2 separate regions of the Ovis aries genome follow, and region 1 is linked to region 2. A link is a contact called in public Hi-C data. All regions are on one chromosome and are shown on one strand. Each heading gives the region's core, a stretch centred on a gene start, on an enhancer-like site or on the middle of the called end of the contact. The rest is flanking DNA. Distances are from core to core; before and after follow the strand shown.

Evidence for each region. Hi-C and Micro-C count contacts between places; a contact is called where the count stands out from the background.
Region 1: a Hi-C map of hypothalamus shows a contact between it and region 2, with 2.5 times the contacts expected there. The contact joins the promoter of DCTN6 here to the promoter of DUSP4 in region 2. A contact is called at or near these places in 3 of 16 Hi-C or Micro-C datasets (hypothalamus, skin fibroblasts and tail adipose tissue).

Annotation. Positions count from the first base shown.
Region 1 is chr26:25,457,371-25,460,646 of ARS-UI_Ramb_v3.0, reverse strand. It overlaps DCTN6 (dynactin subunit 6), which reads right to left and starts at 1,630. Exons shown (of 7, transcript XM_004021755.5): 1 at 1,591-1,630. The coding sequence starts at 1,613. LOC121818024 (a long non-coding RNA gene) reads left to right here and starts at 1,530. Exons shown (of 4, transcript XR_006058120.2): 1 at 1,530-1,671; 2 at 2,078-2,204; 3 at 2,332-2,512.
Region 2 is chr26:24,837,877-24,840,841 of ARS-UI_Ramb_v3.0, reverse strand. DUSP4 (dual specificity phosphatase 4) reads left to right here and starts at 1,525. Exons shown (of 4, transcript XM_004021751.5): 1 at 1,525-2,384. The coding sequence starts at 1,952. LOC121818096 (a long non-coding RNA gene) reads right to left here. Exons shown (of 2, transcript XR_006058205.2): 1 at 710-2,965; 2 at 1-327.

The sequences.
Region 1 (3,276 bases), core at 381-2,880, 620 kb before region 2:
GAATATCAATCATCCCTTTTTGTTAGCTGGAAGTTTCCTGGAAACAGCCTGTCACTTTGGACAGTTTTCCTGTGTCAGCTGAATGATTTTGCCCTTGAAAATGGTGATAAATCACCATTTATAAACACTTTTTCTCCAATCCTTTTAGCTTCAGGTGGGTTTGTGTGTGTAAAAAAAGCAATCTTATTAAGCTGTGGACAAATAAATAAACCCCTATAAAACAGCTCATTTTACACATGATTTCCGATCCTAGTTTTCCATTCCCTCAGCCTCCCTCTTGCTATGATTTCTTTTTTTAATGAAAAAAGCATTATCTAATATTTAACTTATACTGGGCAGGTGAGAACAGGAGAGACTCAAAAGTGCCCTGTCTTCAGTTTTATGCCCAAGGAAGATGGCCCAGGTTGTGTGCGTCAGTCAGCATATTTCTTTGTGAGACAGGAATAATAAAACTCAGGAGTGAAGGGACGGAGCCGGGAGCAGGCAGCTGAGGTAAGACTTAGCCGAAGTCCTAACTAATAAAATATCAACAGTACCCCCATCTCCACAGCACACTCCTATATACTGTGCATAATATTCCTAGCATATCTGTTCCTCTTTAGCTTATGCAAAAGATTACAATTACCTGCCTGCTGCTGCTGCTGCTAAGTCGCTTCAGTCGTGTCCGACTCTGTGCGACCCCACAGACAGCAGCCCACCAGGCTCCTCTGTCCCTGGGATTCTCCAGGCAAGAACACTGGAGTGGGTTGCCATTTCCTTCTCCAATGCATGAAAGTGAAAAGCGAAAGTGAAGTCGCTCAGTCGTGCCCGACTCTTAGCGACCCCATGGACTGCAGCCTACCAGGCTCCTCGGTCCATGGGATTTTCCAGGCAAGAGTACTGGAGTGGGGTGCCATTGCCTTCTCCAATTACCTACCTAAATGGATGAAAAACCTAAATGTTAATTTACGGCCGCCCCCAAAACAAGGCTTGTCGGTGTTCATTTTCTAAAAGAGTCAGCAGAGGGTGCTCAACTTTGCTGCTTTGGGAAACGGTTTAACTGAAGCTTGTCTTGCATCCCAGCTGTCCCTTTCCACCGACAGCGCCCAGCAGCCGAGGCCCGTCCCCACGCGTTTACCAAGCAGCTAGCTTTGGCCCAGGCGCGGGCCCCACTTTGAGTCCGTTTACACATACACGGGGCGCCCCCGACGGACAGCGAGGGTTTGGGGGACCGCGGGTGATGGGGGACACAGGACAGCTACAGGGGTTTCGAGTGCCGCGGGAAAGGGGAGGGTCCCTCCGTGTCCCAGGCGACGGGGATGCCCTGCATCCCCAGCAGGCCCGCCCGAGACAGCGCGGGCGCGCGGCGGGGGGCCAGCGAGGCCACAGAGGGACCACGAACCAGGACCTTCCCCCACCCCATTCCGCATCCTTCCCCGTCCCTCGCTACCCCCAGCCCGTCGCCTCCTCCCTCCGCGAAGGCGGAGGGCCTTAGGAACTATCTGGGCGGGGCGCCTGGATAAGACACCACCCAAGTCCCCACCACTGGCGACCAGGAGCAGATTCCACCCCTGCGGGGAGGACAGGATAGGTTCTCAGACAGCGACCCACCTCTTTTGAGTCTTCTCCGCCATGGTTTCAGCTCCTGTCTAGCTGGGTCGACACAACCGCCTGGGCACAGCGATGATCTCTGTAGGTGATTGTGGAGCCTGGTAGGACTGGGAAGGGGCGGAGCCTTGGCGCTGCTGCCTTGGGCGGGGGCGAGGCCGGCTTGCATGGGAGGTTTCAGTTCTGCGTGAACCGGCTCCAGCCAGGCGGCGGTGTTTGGCCGCAAACTGATTGTTAGTGCAGTAAAAGGATCCGTGGACTCGGGTTTAAAACAGCCATTAAGTCAGATCCAACGCAAGTCATTGTGACCTCATTAAGCCCCACTGTTCATTCTCAGTTAAGTTCCTTAAGGATCCTCCTACTAAACCTGGGCCCCTTTCCCTTTCAATGTGAGCTGGTTCTCCACCCCCCGACCCCCACCCCGTAAGTTAAGTACCCTCTACCTGATGTCTTTCTCAGGTTAATCTCTAATTCTGTCCTTCTTGCCAAGCTTCACACCTGATTATTCGAATGCCTGCTTGACCTGGATGCTGCGAGGTCTTATTGAAACCTAAAATGTCCAGAACAAAGCTTTGGTGGCACAGTGGTAAAGAATCTGCCTGCCAGTGCAGGAGTGGGTGAGTGAAAGTCGCTCAGTCCTGTCTGAATCTTTGTGACCCCGTGGACTGTAGCCTGCCAGCCTCCTCTGTCCATGGAATTCTCCAGGCCAGAATACTGGAGTAGGTAACCATTCCCTTCTTGCAGGAGGCTCCGGTTCAATCCCTGGGATGGAGAGAACCCTGGAGAAGGAAATGGTAACTCACTCCAGGACTCTTGCCTGAAAAATTCCATGGACAGAGAAGCCCTCAAGCTGCAGTCGATGGGGTCCCAAAGAGTTGGACATGTCTGGAGTACCTGAGCTCGCAGGCACTTGTCTCTAAAGAATGTAAGTTGGTCCTTTGATCTCTCTCTCAGTAAAGGAGTCCACCATTCACCCAGTTGCTCAAGACAGAAACTCAAGTCATCCTTGGTTGTCTTCACTTGTCTGTATATAATTGACCAACAACTTCTGCTGGTCCTGGGCTTCCCTTGTGGCTCAGCTGGTAAAGAATCCACCTGCAATTCGAGAGACCTGGGTTCGATCCCTGGGTTGGGAAGATCCCCTAGCGAACGGAAAGGCTAGCCACTCCAGTATCCTGGCCTGGAGAATTCCATGGACTGTATAGTCATGGGGTCACAAACAGTCGGACACGACTGAGCGACTTTTCACCTCTGCTGGTCCTACGTCTCTTACAGTTTGCATCATTTACTATCTCTAAATCTCCCTCTGTAGTCTGCGCCTTCTACCTTTGACCTCTAAAATCACATTTCCGTCCAAGCTATTCTTCTGTAGCTAAAATCATCCTTTTAAAAATCAAATTTAGTTATCTTTTACTTCTTTTTCCTTTTAAAATCCAAACTCATTTCCATTACCTATCTCTGGGCTTCATCCAGCCCCTGCCCGCTTCTCTCTTCTTTAATTTCATGTTCCTCTTCCTCTTCTTTGAAACGGAGCAGGACCCGATGAGCCTTCCCTCCATGTCCTCTGCCTGCCTTTTGTCTGTTGAAATCTGTCAAAACTTATTAATCAGAGAAATGAGAAAATGTGGAAACAAAGGGTAGCAGTCAAATCCTGATGATGTGCTCATTAAGCATAGTCAGGGAGCTTTA
Region 2 (2,965 bases), core at 276-2,775:
GGCCGCCGCCGAAGCCGGGCTGGGGAGAGAAGGGGTGGCCCCGGGGGCCCGGAGTCGACTGCCCCGGAGAGCCGCTCCGCGGGGAACAAAGGCGGAGCGGAAGGCCGAGTCGGGGGAGGGAGCGGGTTCACCGACCCTTGTCGCCTCCGCCAGCCGGGAGCAGAAGACTCGACCCCACAGCCACCGGGCCTCCAGCGAGACTCGTAATTCCCTGCTCGGTGGTTAATTCCTCACTAACAAGACTTGGCAAGATGTCGGACGCATCATTTTTGGCTTCTGTCGTGTCCCCCACCGCTGCGCGCACGCATCTCCTGCCAAAAGTGGCCTCTGGGAAATTAAATGCATAAGTAAAAGCGGGGTCGGGGAAAATGAGACCGGACCGGGAAAGACGGACGCAAAGAAACCCGAATCGGCCCTGGGATGTATTAAATTCTTTACGCGTCAATTTCTCTGGGTCTAGTTTCGCACCAAATGTGGACCCTAATTGTCATTTCCTGAGAGACAATTCACACGAGTACCAGAGGCGTGAGGACTTTTCCAAAAGCCGAAAATGTCTGTCCCCCACCCCCTATCAGGGTTAAATAAACATCTTTAGGAAGCGTGGAAGGGAGTGGCACTCCGCCTTCCTCCTTGGGAACAACATTCCGGATCCAATTAATGTCTCCCTCTGGGTCATAAAGCAACAAACTCAACACTTCACTCCTATTACCGGGCTTCGGGGAGCGAGGGCTTTCTCTTTCATCTTCTGGATTCGGGTTTGCCCACGTTCCTCGGGAAGCTATAAAACTGATTTAATACCTTAAGATGAAAATCGATCAGGCTAAGGCAGAAGCTAAAGTCTGAGGATCTGCAATTGGAAAAAAAAAAAAAGCCAAAAACGCCTGGCGGGCTGAATGCGCTCCCTAAGGCTGGGGCGAGGAGGGCCTGGCTGGGCCGGCTGCGATGCGGCATTTCCTAGTCCCCTTGGGTACTAGGGGGCCACCTGCGAGGCGGGCAAGCGGGAAGCGCGGAGGTAAACCGGCATGAAAGCTCAAAACCGAGTCCGGCCCTCCGCTAGGCCAGCTTCTCGGCTGGCGATTTTTTCCCGCGGATCATCGCCGCCACCACCGAGGCGGGGGTGCAGTGGCTGCAAGGCAACTCGGGTCGGGCTGGACGCGCGCGGAGGCAGGGGAGAGGCGCCGCCACGCTCCATTCACAAAGTCCCGGCGCAGCCGCTCGCCAGCGGGTCGGAGGCCTCCTCCCTCTTCCTCTAGGTCTCGGTTTTATGAATGGGCCTGGCGGCGACCGCCGCGCGCCCTGTTTACTCCGCTCTTTGTGACGTCGCGTCCCCGTGACCAGGAGCGAGCGGCCGGCACTCCATTCACTCGCTGGGGCGCGCGGAGGAGGTGGGGCCGGAGGGGCGGGGGAAGCCGCCAGGGGGCGGGGCGCGGGCGCGGGGGGGCGGGGCAGGGCTCGCGGCCGAGAATGGAAAGAGGCGGAGCCTCGCGAGGTAGTAATGCATCTGCCCCCTCCCGCGGGAGAGCCGAGGAACATTAATAAATCTATACGCCGAGGAGAGGAAACTCTGGCTGGGGCAGAGCGCGGAGCTCCGGCAGTTCGTGGGGGAACCGCGGCCGGAACGGCAGCGCAACGGGCAAAATACAATAGAGGCGACAACAGGAGGGAGCCCTCGTACCTCTCCCGTAAACACTACTCCAGTGCCACCTCCCCCTTGGCATCGTGCTGCCCGGCGCCCGAGGCCGCCCGGACTGCTATGTAACTGAGAAGCTGCGCGAGAAAGGGGAAGCCGGGAGAAGAGGTTCGCCAGTGAGAGCCCCTAGGGGCCAAGTTTGAGGCCGCTTCTGCCCGCGCGCGCCCTTTCGTAGCCCCCCGCTCACCCCTTCCTGGAGCCCAGCTCGCCCGGGCGTCCTTCGCCTCCTCGCGTGTCCAACAGACGCGGTTCCCGGCGACCATGGTGACCGTGGACGAGCTGCGGGAGATGGACTGCAGCGTGCTCAAAAGGCTGATGAACCGGGACGAGAACGGCGGCGGCGCGGGCGGCAGCGGCAGCCACGGCGCCCTGGGGCTGCTGAGCGGCGGCAAGTGCCTGCTGCTGGACTGCAGACCGTTCCTGGCGCACAGCGCGGGCTACATCCGAGGCTCGGTCAACGTGCGCTGCAACACCATTGTGCGGCGGCGGGCTAAGGGCTCCGTGAGCCTGGAGCAGATCCTGCCCGCCGAGGAGGAGGTGCGCGCCCGCCTGCGCTCCGGCCTCTACTCCGCCGTCATCGTCTACGACGAGCGCAGCCCGCGCGCCGAGAGCCTCCGCGAGGACAGCACCGTGTCGCTGGTGGTGCAGGCGCTGCGTCGCAACGCCGAGCGCACCGACATCTGCCTACTGAAAGGTAAACGCGGGCGCTGGGCGCGAGCTGGAGGGTCGGTGCGGCGGGGCTGGGCGGCCTGCGCGTTAGTGGGCAGGAGAAGAGGTGCCTGGGGTGGGGGGGGACTCGTGGCTGCGGGATGCCCCCCAAACGCTTTGTGCGTGTTGGTGTGCGCGCTGGTGTGCAAGGGTTCTGTGCGTTTGTGTGCAAGCGCGAGCTCCTGAAGTCCTCAGAGATGGTGAGGGCTCAGTCACCTGCAATTCCGGACCCTTCCCGGCGATTCTGCATTTGTTTACATCCACTAACGGTCTGGCCTTGCGGGAGAAGCGACTCAGCAGCTTTTCCACCTTCGAGTCCAGGGAAGTGCTCTCAAGTGCCACTACGCGGGCGGTGGGGGATAGGTTAGGCCTGTTGGTTTGGCATGGCCGGGTCCCGCACCGAATCCGATTACGAGATTCCGAGACGTGGGGAAGAGAGGGAAGCGGCGGGGTGAGCGCTGGGGTGTGATCGGTTCTGCGGCTCCTGCTGGAAACCAACCGTTCATAAATGCAAAATCGAGGATCAGCTTGCGGGGTTGGTGTGGAGCAAATCCATATCTCCTCTCC